Linked DNA regions of Zea mays: region 1 is linked to region 2. The links are chromatin contacts, called in public Hi-C maps. All regions are on one chromosome and are shown on one strand. The core of a region is the stretch at or near the end of the contact, and the rest is flanking DNA. Distances in the headings are between cores, read along the strand shown. Region 1 has its middle 29 kb from the start of LOC109939473. Region 2 holds the start of MIR160b (microRNA MIR160b).

The links. A called contact is a pair of places that touch in the nucleus more often than the background predicts.
Region 1: a contact with region 2 is called in a Hi-C map of tassel, with 3 times the contacts expected there. The contact joins two enhancer-like sites. A contact is called at or near these places in 9 of 25 Hi-C or Micro-C datasets (bundle sheath, ear, endosperm and 3 more) and 1 of 3 datasets of contacts at active chromatin or transcription factors (seedling).

Annotation. Positions count from the first base shown.
Region 1 is chr5:44,591,281-44,597,207 of Zm-B73-REFERENCE-NAM-5.0, forward strand. No RefSeq gene overlaps it. Among protein-coding and RNA genes, the nearest start is that of LOC109939473, 29 kb to the right of the region's middle. Within about 2 kb of position 2,036, at least 18 of the 20 cell types and tissues checked have an H3K27ac peak or open chromatin away from gene starts, as enhancers often do. A contact at or near this core is called in ear, seedling and tassel, where this site is marked.
Region 2 is chr5:44,519,623-44,525,548 of Zm-B73-REFERENCE-NAM-5.0, forward strand. MIR160b (microRNA MIR160b) reads right to left here and starts at 1,148; the gene lies at 1,028-1,148. It overlaps LOC109939912 (a long non-coding RNA gene), which reads right to left and starts at 1,434. Exons shown (of 1, transcript NR_157207.1): 1 at 478-1,434. Within about 2 kb of position 4,624, at least 5 of the 20 cell types and tissues checked have an H3K27ac peak or open chromatin away from gene starts, as enhancers often do. A contact at or near this core is called in ear, seedling and tassel, where this site is marked.

The DNA of each region.
Region 1 (5,927 bases), core at 786-3,285, 69 kb after region 2:
AAAAAACTAGTATGGATCTCAAGTTATATTATTTAAGAGAACAGGGGCTAAACTGTAATAAATAGGACCTATCCATGATGCTTCTTTGTGACACCGTGGACCGCGAGCTCATTTCCAATAGCATCAGAATTTCTTTGTAAAATAGATCGGCTGCTTCATATGCGCGTCACTCAGGGCCCTTGGATCTAGATCCAACGACTCATAGCAGATCAGCGAAACGGTACACAATTGTTTGATCAGTACCGCTCATAGTAGATCGGATGCTCCTGATTTAATACAATCATGATCTAATCTAGGTCGTTGTTGTGTTGTTGATCGATGGTCAGGGCACCCCTCTTGAAAGTCGCCTAAAAGGGGTGAATAGGCAAATCTGAAATTTATAAACTCTAAGCACAACTACAAGCCGGGTTAGTGTTACAAATAAAGTCGAGTCCGAAAGAGAGGGCGAAAACAAATCACAAGAAAATGAAGAGTGTGACACGGTGATTTGTTCTACCGAGGTTCGGTTCTTACAAACCTACTCCCCGTTGAGGTGGTCACAAAGACCAGGTCTCTTTCAACCCTTTCCCTCTCTCAAACGGTCATCTAGACCGAGTGAGCTTTTCTCTTCAATCAATTGGGTCACTTAGACCCCACAAGGACCATACAACTTGGTGTCTCTTGCTTTGATTATAAAGGTGTTGAGAACAAGAATGGGAAGAAGAAAAGCGATCCAGGCGACAAGAACTCAAATGAACACAAGTGTCTCTCTCTCACAAGCCACTAAGTCTTTGGAATGAGGTTGGGACTTGGAGAGGATTTGATCTTTTGTTTTGTGTCTTGGAGTGAAGTCTAGAGCTCTTGTATTGAATGCAACGGCTGAAAACTTGGATACCTTGAACTGGTGGTGGTTGGGGGTATTTATAGCCCCAACCACCAAACCAACCGTTGGGGTTGGGCTGCTGTCGATGGGTGCACCGAACAGTCCGGTGCGCTAGCCATGTCACCCAACCGTTAGGGTTCGACCGTTGGAGCTCTAACAGCCTGGGCCATCAGACAGTCCGGTGGTGCACCGGACAGTCACTGTTTACTGTCTGGTGCGCCTTCTGCCGCCTGCTCTGACTCTGCGCGAACTGTCCGCGCACTGTAGCGCTTTTCAGGTTTCCGTTGGAGTCGACCATTACGCTGTAGCCGTTGCTCCGCTGGCACACTAGACAGTCTGGTGAATTATAGCGGAGTGACTTTTCCAGAAACCCGAAGGTGGGAAGTTCGAGTTGATCCACCCTGGTACACCGAACACTGTCCGGTGCGCCAGACCAGGGCAGCCTTCGGTTTCTTTTGCTCTTTTCTTTTTGAACCCTAACTTGGACCCTTTTATTGGTTTGTGTTGAACCTTTGGCACCTGTAGAACTTATAATCTAGAGCAAACTAGTTAGTCCAAATATTTATGTTGGGCAATTAATTCAACAACCAAAATCATTTAGGAAAAGATTTGACCCTATTTCCCTTTCGCCTCTCACCTCCCACTCTGCCATTTCTGTCGTCGGCCAGTGGCACGCCTTGACCGACGCCATCGCCGCCCACAGCTATATGTTGGTCCGGTGCCAAAATTCAACCAAAAACCATGGCTACACAAAACGGAGGTCCAGTAGAACAAAGTCCAAATGACTTATCGGAGATCGGGAGACCATTTATGGATGTCCTCGATACAGGCAGTGTTTGCGGTGGAGATGAACTCCGTCGATAAATATCATCGTGCGCTAGTCGCATCCATGCATGAATAGTCCAAGTTCAGGTTCTGGTGCCCCGCTGGATGGATGGCTCTATGGCTACGCAATTTTTATGGGATACAGGGATGTGACACTACTTTATAGCCCAAACATGCCTTGCCAGGTGATGCTTGGTGGGCAACAACCAGAGTAAATCAGCAGGGGTTTGTTGCCACAGACTTGGCGTTTTCTGTCACAGGGAGAAGAGGGATCCATTCATAGTGATAGGGATGACTTCGACAATGTGGCCCTACCCGGCAGGGACTCATGCTCGGGAGAACGCAGGCGCTTGGGATAGACTGGCCGAGTGGGGGATGGCTGACCGGCTGCGGAGCGGGCCCACCATGTTAGTGACAGGCGCGGGGTGGCCGGTGTGGAAAATGGGCTGGCAGATGCAGATGGGTAAGCAGCTCGTATAGGGGATGGACCGGGAGGACAGTTGGGCTCAGGTCGGGTTGTGGGCTAAAATTAGGTTTGTCATTTTCTCTATTTTTTGTATTCTTTTTCTATTTTCTAGCTTATTTCCATTCAAATTACAAATCTAAATCAGAGTTAAGGTTTCAAAATCAAATGCACAAACAAAAAACTTCCAGCATAAATGCAAAGTTTCATTGACTTATTAATTATTCTATTCCCTTCAATGAATACTAATACATAATCCATGAACAAAACAATTTACTCATGTAAACAATTGAAAATCTTAATAGTTATTTATTATATGAATTTCAAATTCAGATTCTAGTTTTCAAGATTTAATCTACAATATATTGTTGTCATTTTTTATTTTTAAGGAAACGATTCCAAATGTAATAAAATTCTTATTAAAACATACTTTAAAATCCAAATTCTTTGAAGAACTTTTCTCATCACCAAGACATGATTTTGGGGTGTTACAAGGTTGGCTTTGCTACTTTTGATAGCACATGAAACATGTTTTAGTACATAATGCAACACTTCGAGGACATTCAGCGATAGAGGCCCCCAACAACTCCATTTGTTGCTAGTTTATTGACACTGACGTCATGCGTCGATTCCTGAGGTGTAGATATTATTTTGGCCCTAGACAACTACTGGAATAATGGATTGTAAATTAGATTTTAGATTTTAAACATTTATCATTTTACTTCTTTTTTGAGTCATGTTGTTTAGAAGTCATGCATCCATAGTATGTATCTTTTTATTTACATGTTGCTTAATATGGATTTTTAGATCTATCGTAGTGTTTTTATTATTAACATTTATATATATCAAAAAACAATTAGAAAGACCTTTATTTAAAATTTTGCACCGGGCCACTAAAATCTCAAGTCCGTCGCTGTATATATGTAGCTTAGGCTGCAAAGTCTATATATGGGAGTTACCGTCTTTACTAAAAAAAAACACATCTAAAAAGTAAGTGTTGTTGTAAAGTATACAAACACTATCCTAAAAGGAAAATAGAAAGAGAAACCCTAATCGTAGTCTGTTTGTACATGGATTTTTTTTATGAAACTTTTAAATTTTGATAGAGAAGGAGATCTATGTTGTAATCATCAATATTCTTAGAAATAAAAAATCGTCTTCCTTTCTTATGTTTAGTCTACTTTCATCTCAATTCTTGAGAGACAGAGATGAGATCCCATAACCGTTGGTGACATATCTTACAATAATGGGTGTAAGTTAATGTCCAACATTACTGTATATCTGATATAAACTTACTAATGTATCTAATGCAAGTTAAAAACTTATCCCGTTGCGGGACTAACACGCTTGAACTTTCCATGCATACCAAGTACACTCACAATCATAAATGTAAGCACAAACGTGGACACAAACAAATCCAAACATAAGTAAATCAGAAATACTCTAAGCGTTAGGTACATGATTCCCATTTTTTTCATATTATCACAATCATAATACACACGGAATGCCGCTTGATAGCGCTTAGCCCAAGCGAGCAGACCAGGCACGGCGGATCGGACAACGTCGCCGTCTCAACGATACGATCTCGCTCGGCTACATCATGCATGCACGCACACGCGCGCGTCGGCTGTCTTTTGACCCGAGCTGTGCTGGCCTGGCCACCTAACGCAGAGCCCGGCGGCCGCCGTCGGTGTGCACGACTAACGCAGAGCACGACGGAACGGGAGCATGGACGAGAGTGCCTGCCGACCGATTTTGCGGCCGCCGCTTCCAGCAAGGCCCACCGGCCACTGCTGCAATAGTAGAAGATACTTAGACTCTGTTTGTTTTAGATTTTTTTTTAACTTCTAGCTAGCAAAAGCTGCTACAGACTATCAAATACTTAGCTTTTCAGTCATCTTCTATAAAAATCGATATGATAAAGTCACCCAAAATTAATATAAACACTTATTCAGTCGAATCATTGCACCGTTAGGAATTCATTGCTTTCTAGATTCTGAATCATAAGTACACCTTCATCTTTCTCCGTACATGATTCCAACAATACTGAAATTTTCTTCACATCCAGATTCTCCCCACAGCAACAGGGGCGGGCCCACGTAGAAGCAAGGGTATTCAATTGAATACCCATTATTTTCTGGCAACAAAATTTATGTATATATACACATATTATCTTTATACATTAAAATATTGTAAAAACATAAAATAACATTGTTTTATGGGCTTACAACTATTTGTCCCAAACTTCGCTTTTCGCTTGCCTTTTTCATTTCCCTACCGTGTAACTAGGGTTAACAATCGCGCGGTTAGGACACGAGTATTTGGTTTACAAATCCATAACTACGGGACAAAATTAAATCCATACTCGTACCCATATACGTTCGTAGGTATAAATCTGTACCAATGTCAGGTACACATCGGGTAACGGGTATGTATACTGTTGTATATCCATACCTACGAAAAATTTACGAATAGATATCTTATTATATTCATACTCATACCCGTAGATAACAAATTATACCATATCTATGTCCGATAGATAATTATTCGTTTCCTATGGATAACAAATTTAGGATGTCAAAAAAAATTATGCCCGCTAAAATTCTGAATACCCATCATCGAAATCCTGGACCCGCCCATGCACTTGTGCAAGATTCTCAGAAAAACTGATAAAATAAGATTCTCAGAAAAGCTGGTAAAAAGATAAACCAAACATGCCCTTACTACCTCTAACTTAATTTCTCTAATAATTTTATCTTTAATATGAATAGATGATATCTTTATATATACAATTTTGAAATCTGTGTATATAAGATTAATCATAGTTAAAAGCTTACCTTTTTATCTCTTCTATTAAAACACGAAACAACATGCTTTAAACTAGCTTATGAAGCTGGCCTGACTGACACCGACACCACACCACATCCACACCACACCATCCGTTCCGTTCCCCACCACCGCGCGGCGAGCGTTTTTCTTGCTTCCCACCAGCCTCAGGCGGCTTGGCGTGCTGTTCGGCCTTCTCGCGGCGCACGAATGGATGATGGGCTGGGCCTAGTAGCAAGCAAGCAGCGAAAACGAATGGCGTGGCTGCCAGGTCCGCAAGCAGACATCGGACTGGCCCAGCTGGCTCGCAGGCCACATCCTGACATCTCTTCCCCGCCTAGCTTATTTTTATTTGAGCTTTTCAACCAGAGAATGCTTGTTTCACAAATGACGTTTTGGGAGGCCCATTTTACCTTTCTGTAAAAAAACCCGAGAGTTATTTTAATGAGTTTTTGGAAATACTCTTAGGTCTACTTTAAGAACCTCAAATCCCCTTCGTGATTGAAAGGGATTGAGCTGGAAATGAACTAATTTTCTCTCTAATCCTCTTCAATTTCGAAGGGGATTCGAGTTTCCAAACTAGCCCTTAGATTATGATGCATTGTTTCTTTCCATCATTGGTGGGATTTGGTGATATTTATATTAATTCTGATATTCCAAACATTCGTGTGTATGCAGTAGTTTATCTTGGTACTGCCTTCCCAGTTTTACAACTAATGCGGCAAGGAAACAATCCTTTGATTGCTAAAGTGATTTACAAAATCTGTCAATCCTATTCAAAAGGGGCAAACTATAAATGTAGCCTCCATAGGTATCTTTACTTTCCATCAAAATAGCTTAAAGTGTAGACTGTTAAACTATGAATTTATGGTGGTTTTGATGTACGGACCTAATTAGACAATATGATAAGTAGTAACTGGGGGAATTTAGAGTGATCATGTTGTTGCTAGT
Region 2 (5,926 bases), core at 3,374-5,873:
GTGATATCTAAGTATCTCAGTTATCATATCGAAAATCCCACACATTGGTTTGTCATCTGAATCTTCAGATAACGAGCCCCAACTTACAGGTACGGTCGCTTATCAAACATACGGCCAGAGAGAGTTGTATACAGCCTAGCTAGCTCGCAGTATTTTGCGGTTTATATTGTTTCTTACCATTCAGAAATTGGGAGAGGATACAGTACACATATATACATTCAATCCAAACATGGTTTATTCTTTTGTGGTAAAAAAGAAACTTTGATAATTTGTGAAGCATATGATAAGAACAAGAAAAATCTTAGATGCTCAAGAACAGTGGAAATAATGCACTCGTTGTAAGACAAAAAAAAGGTCAACTAATTCTCAGTCAAACTGACTACTGCAGTTAGGTACTACTAAAGCAGTAACTGAAGCTTGCTGTCCATTACACCTGGCCATTTGCAGCCGAAACATGAAGTGCGTATCGGCTTTCCAAACGAAATCCAGCTAAGTCCGTTTCAGATGCACACTAGTCCAGACGAAAACTGACGAACTAAATTACAAAAAGACTTGCGCACTGCCGATTCCAGTGGCCGCAAATGGTCGTAGAGACAAAAACCAAAACAAACAAAAGGTGGACAACCACTAGCTTAGCTCAGATCGGTGATCAAATGGACTACATCTAGCAGACAACGGGTGGTTTCCTATGGATACGACGGAAACCAAACAAATCAACACAGATTCAGCGGCAAGAGGCGGCTAGGCTCTCATGTAAGCAAAAGAAAAGTAGATGTGTTTTTAGGATAAAAAATGGGCGAACTGTAAACTCTCTCTCAATTTCGTGATGTCGATTGATGGAGCTTTGAAAGAGGATTGGAACTCACCTGCCTTCTCCAAACCAGTCCTAAATTCTAACCCTGCAGAAGCAATTCGAACCCAAGACAAGCATACAGATGCATGTAACAGCATGAAATAAGTGCATCATCATCTCGGGAAAAAAAACACGATACAGATATATTCAACAGATCAGAGGATAGAGAGGAAGTGATCATGGCCTGTTATGCATGCTTGGCTCCTTGCACGCCACCCACAGCATCCAATCACGCCACGGGTTGGCTACATGTGTGGCATACAGGGAGCCAGGCACACACGACACGAGCCGATCGATCGACCAAACCTGCTAGCTTAATATTGCTATCATGGCGTCCCACGGTGGACGAGGACGAATAATCCATAGAAGAGCCAGCTCGGTGATGGAGTAGATCGATCAGCTAGCGTCAGAACGGCCGGGCTGCCAGCAGAGACGACGCATATGCATGCTTGAAGTGGAAAGAGGCATGAGCAAATCTTGGCCATGATATGAGCACGCACCAAGAGAAGGAAGAGGAGCCGGCCTGGAAGAGCTGCTAAAGTCTTGTGAGCGGCTAAGGTAGGGGAGAACAGTGGAAGAGTGAGGTAGAAGAAAGGGGGAGAAGATGGATTTTATAGAGGGGGAAGGGGACGGCGTGCCTGCTCTCTCCTTTTGTTGTCACTACCAGTTACTCCTCCTACGACTCAACGGTTATCTATGTACCTGAGTATTTTGTTTACTTATTTATTGTAGATCATAAAGACACATGCAAGAAATATCTTAGATATAGTGCTAATTTGGCAACTCAATTTTGTCATGAGATTTTTATTTTTTTTTTGTCAAGGAAAATAATCTAATTTTCCTTAGAAAAATAGAAATCCCTCGAAAATATTGGGTTGCCACACTATTCCTTATACTTTTTTTTACACATTTATGAGTCATGAAGTGTTATATCCTCGCTTTTATTTTGGAAGTAACAGGCAGGCCCGGGGGGTTGGCAAAAAAAAAGCATTTTCCAACAAATTACTATTTCTATTAGTATATAAATGGTTAGTGTAATGAAGTATGTATAGTGCTACCAAATGCCTCATCACCCACCGATGTCAAAAGAAATGAAGTATGCATAGTGCTACCAAATACCTCATGAATGGTATATTCCCCTCTCTTGGACTACTGCTGAACTGAAGGAGGAGTCGCCCTGCAAAGCCTCATGTGAGTAGGCTCTGCGATATTCTTCTAGGTCCCTCATGCACCAGAACTGTGGACATTGGTCCTGGACAGATGGACGGATGGATTGATGGAGACTAGAGATAAATGGATGCATGAGAGGGAAATTGGCAGGGAATCACGCCATTTTATTCCCAGTCGTCCCAGTGTTGCAGAAGCGAAGCCCAACCATTCCAGTCATCTGTACTGTACTGTGCATTCAGCAACAAGAACCTACGAGCTAGCTAGTGAGCGAGGGAGACAAAGGTAGCTAGGCGCGGAGAGAAGATAAAAGGCACCCCGGCCCGGCCCTCTTGATTTTTCTAGGTTTTCACTTGTGAATTGGATTTTGTCTGGAGCAGTTGGATGTGCTCCAGTCTAGCCCAGATTCTTTTATTACTACCAACCCAACCTCTCCATCTCCATGGCAATCACAGAATAGAAGATCATATCATGCCGCCACACACTAGCAGCACACTCGCACCTAATAATACTATAAGCCAGGCAGGCTAGCTAGCAGACCTCCTCACCTCCCCGGCGCCGCTGTCGCTGGCTCAAAAATGTGGTAGGTCACTACTACACGGTCCACAAGTTTATTTGGACCTGCCAGCTTTAAGTTTTTACTGAGGTTACACCGGGCCCACCATCTAGGCACTCATAGAGACCAAAATCACAGGCTTAAGGCAAACGTAAAATTTTATTCACATCTAAACATGTACTAAACTATGACTTAGATACGATGAGTGTAAGGACATGTTTGTTTATATAACTTAGACAGATTATAACTCTAAACAAACAGACTCTAAGTCAAACTATATATATATTAAGTTTGAATATGTCATAGTAAACCATATTGGCTCTAAATAGATATAATGTAGGAATATATTTCGTGACAAATCCAATACACTCGTTTTTCATGCTGAATAATATCAATATATACTTTCATATAGATGTGGTCATGCATGATGCTAGAGTTACATGCGGAGGAGCGAGGAAGAGGTACAGATGTAGCACACTGTTTCAGTACATCTGGTGGTGGGTGCATGCAAAGCAAGCAGTAGTTAACTGGCAGAGAGGCACATGATCCTGCTTGCGACTACAGTTTTATGCAGCAAGCAACTGCATCCAGTCTGGTGGTATGCGTTTGCATTACTGTGCCTGCCTGTGGGTTAGCTAGCTAGCTGGAGAAGTTTTGTCATTTCTACCTCGTTTCTTATGCTATCTACAGAAGCACTGACCTGTACCGTTAGGCCTTTCCCTGCACCACCCAACTGTTACATTGGCCATTACTAATTGGGATCTAGATGGCAGTGCCTTGTACTAATCTGGGCACTAGCTAGTCTGCTAGTGTCCCCAGTGCAAAACAAAGCCCCCCTGTCAATCTGCCATTATTTTTAATGCAGGTGCTGCTCATCAGTGCGCGCGCATCTTTTTGACCAGTGCATGCCGCCCAAGGCTTGGCATGCAAGTGAAGACTTGTTGTGCACAAGAATTATATATATATATATATATATATATATATATATATATATATATATATATATATATATATATATATATATATATATATATATATATATATATATGGCTTGACATAGCAACTACGCAACTGGCTTTCGGTCACCGAATAAGTAAACTAATTTTATATATATATATATATATATATATATATATATCTTGGCCTATTAGGTTGCTTTTTGGTTTGGTTGGAGACGAGGAGGTGGACGACGTCGGTGCTGTGTGTGTGCCTGTGCGTGCAAAGAGATGGGATGGTTGGCTTGGCTTGGAGGTAACGGGTGGACGCTAGTTCTTGGGAACTTCCGCACCAGGGGAGGACAAGAGAATGTTCTCCAAATTAGGGCTTGTTCGGTTAGCTCTCAATCCATATGGATTGAGTGGGATTGGATGGGTTTGAATCCCAAACAAGTCAAACTTCTTAAGAATTTTTTCCAATCCCATCCAATCCATGTGTATTGGGAATAACCGAACAAGGCCTTAGTAGTTGCGATTGGGATGGTTTCACATGCACGCACACCGCTCGCGTCCATGCAAAGCAAACAAAAAAACCAATCCATCAGATCATGCGCATATTGAGACTCTGATGATCCCCGGCCGCTAATCCGGCGGTTATTATCGGTCTAATCACTTTCGTAGGGACAAGCTAGCTGAGGTAATTACTGCTGCCGTAAGTAGTAAACCTGCATCACAACGTATACGTCAATAAGCGCCTATATTTCTAAATTTAATTTTATGTAATGATGTGATTATTCCAAATTAATATTTTACGTACCGAGTTATACATTTACATGAAGCGCATAGAGAAATTACAAGCATAGAGAAATTACGCAACATACTTTGGCCAATTATTGAATATAGAAGGACACTGGAATGAGAAGTTACATTTATTTCTCTCTCTCTCTCTCTCTCTCAAATGAAAGAAATGCCAAAAACTAGCGCTGCAGAAACCTTAGAGAAACAGAGACATCTTGATTTCAGTCAACGAAGCAGTCAGCACTCAGCGAGGACTGAATATTTGAAGGCATCCTACGGTTGGATTGTGTGGGGCCCTTGCATGTCCCCTATATACTAGCGGTGGTACAAGGCATGCATGCATGTACAGAGTTCTATGTTGCAAGACTTGCATACATGTACGTACTCATGTACAGACGTACGGCCGGGCAAAAGACCATAGTAGCAGCAGTTCGTGAGAAATCGATCATGATGGCTTGCTCCTGAGCTGACTCTGATTGTGAAGCAGCAGCATCGGCCTTTTCTATCTAGCTCACCACATGTGCATAAGCATATTTACCCGGCGAGATCCTCTGCAGTAACATGGCTCGACCATGTAGTCACGAAGTTTCCGGATCAATGAGGTCGAGGAATGGCTACATGTGAGAGACTGTTACATGGTGTTTACGAAAATGACCCTGCGTTTTCGGGTTGGGGATGACGTTTCCAAGTCGATGGTTGCTAGCACTGTATCCGTTTCTTGTGACTATGGGTTGGACGTTGCCGTGACCGGTACCTGGCCCTGCACATCAGTGGCTAAACGTTACTGTAGAGGAATTGGTTCCTATATTTACTGGTGTCCTTGTAGTTAGTATTGCCCCCAACTCAGAATTTTAAACATATATATAGTAGAGATGACATTCAATCATAATTCGTATTTGTGTTATGTCGGTGTTTTGGGTCCGACCGCACACCTGGGGTTGCCCCTCAAGGTGTTTTAGGAGTAGGACGGTGTCGCCGACTGTAGCAAAATGGTTCGTGCCAGATGCACGAGGGGACAGTGGACAATGTTTACAGGTTCGGGCCGCTTAGAGATGCGTAACACCCTACGTCCTGGTGAGTATGCTTGGTGAATGAGATTACAAGGGAGCTCTCCGAATTGAGAATGCAGAGAGTTGAGGTGGATGGCTGAGTGATAGGGTCGATCGTTCTGAAGGGGTGCCCCCTAGGCCTTATATACTCGACCGTGGGGCAATACACGTGGATACGATAACAATGTGTAGCTAAAAGATAGTGAACTGTTTGAGTTTATCTCCCCGTAGTTCTGCCGACCTATCATCGCATGGCTCCGTTGCATGGGGGCTCCAGCACGGGAAAGTCGGATCTCTGTTGTGGTCGCTCGCTCGACGTTGTGGGTCGTCCGGGCTTGTACCAATCCGGCCTCATGTCGATCTGCTTTGCTGATTGTCCCTCCCCAGGCCCACGAAAGAATGACCTTACGATTTATTGGGCCCTTGGGCCTTTCGTGAGGTCTTTTACTCTTCTAGTGGACCCGTGGGATATATGTCACCCACAAAGCCCCCGATCTTTAGGTTGATTTTGAGGTAATCAGCCCAAAGATCCCAGGTCCAGTTTGCAGATAATTTGGGGAAAACGATT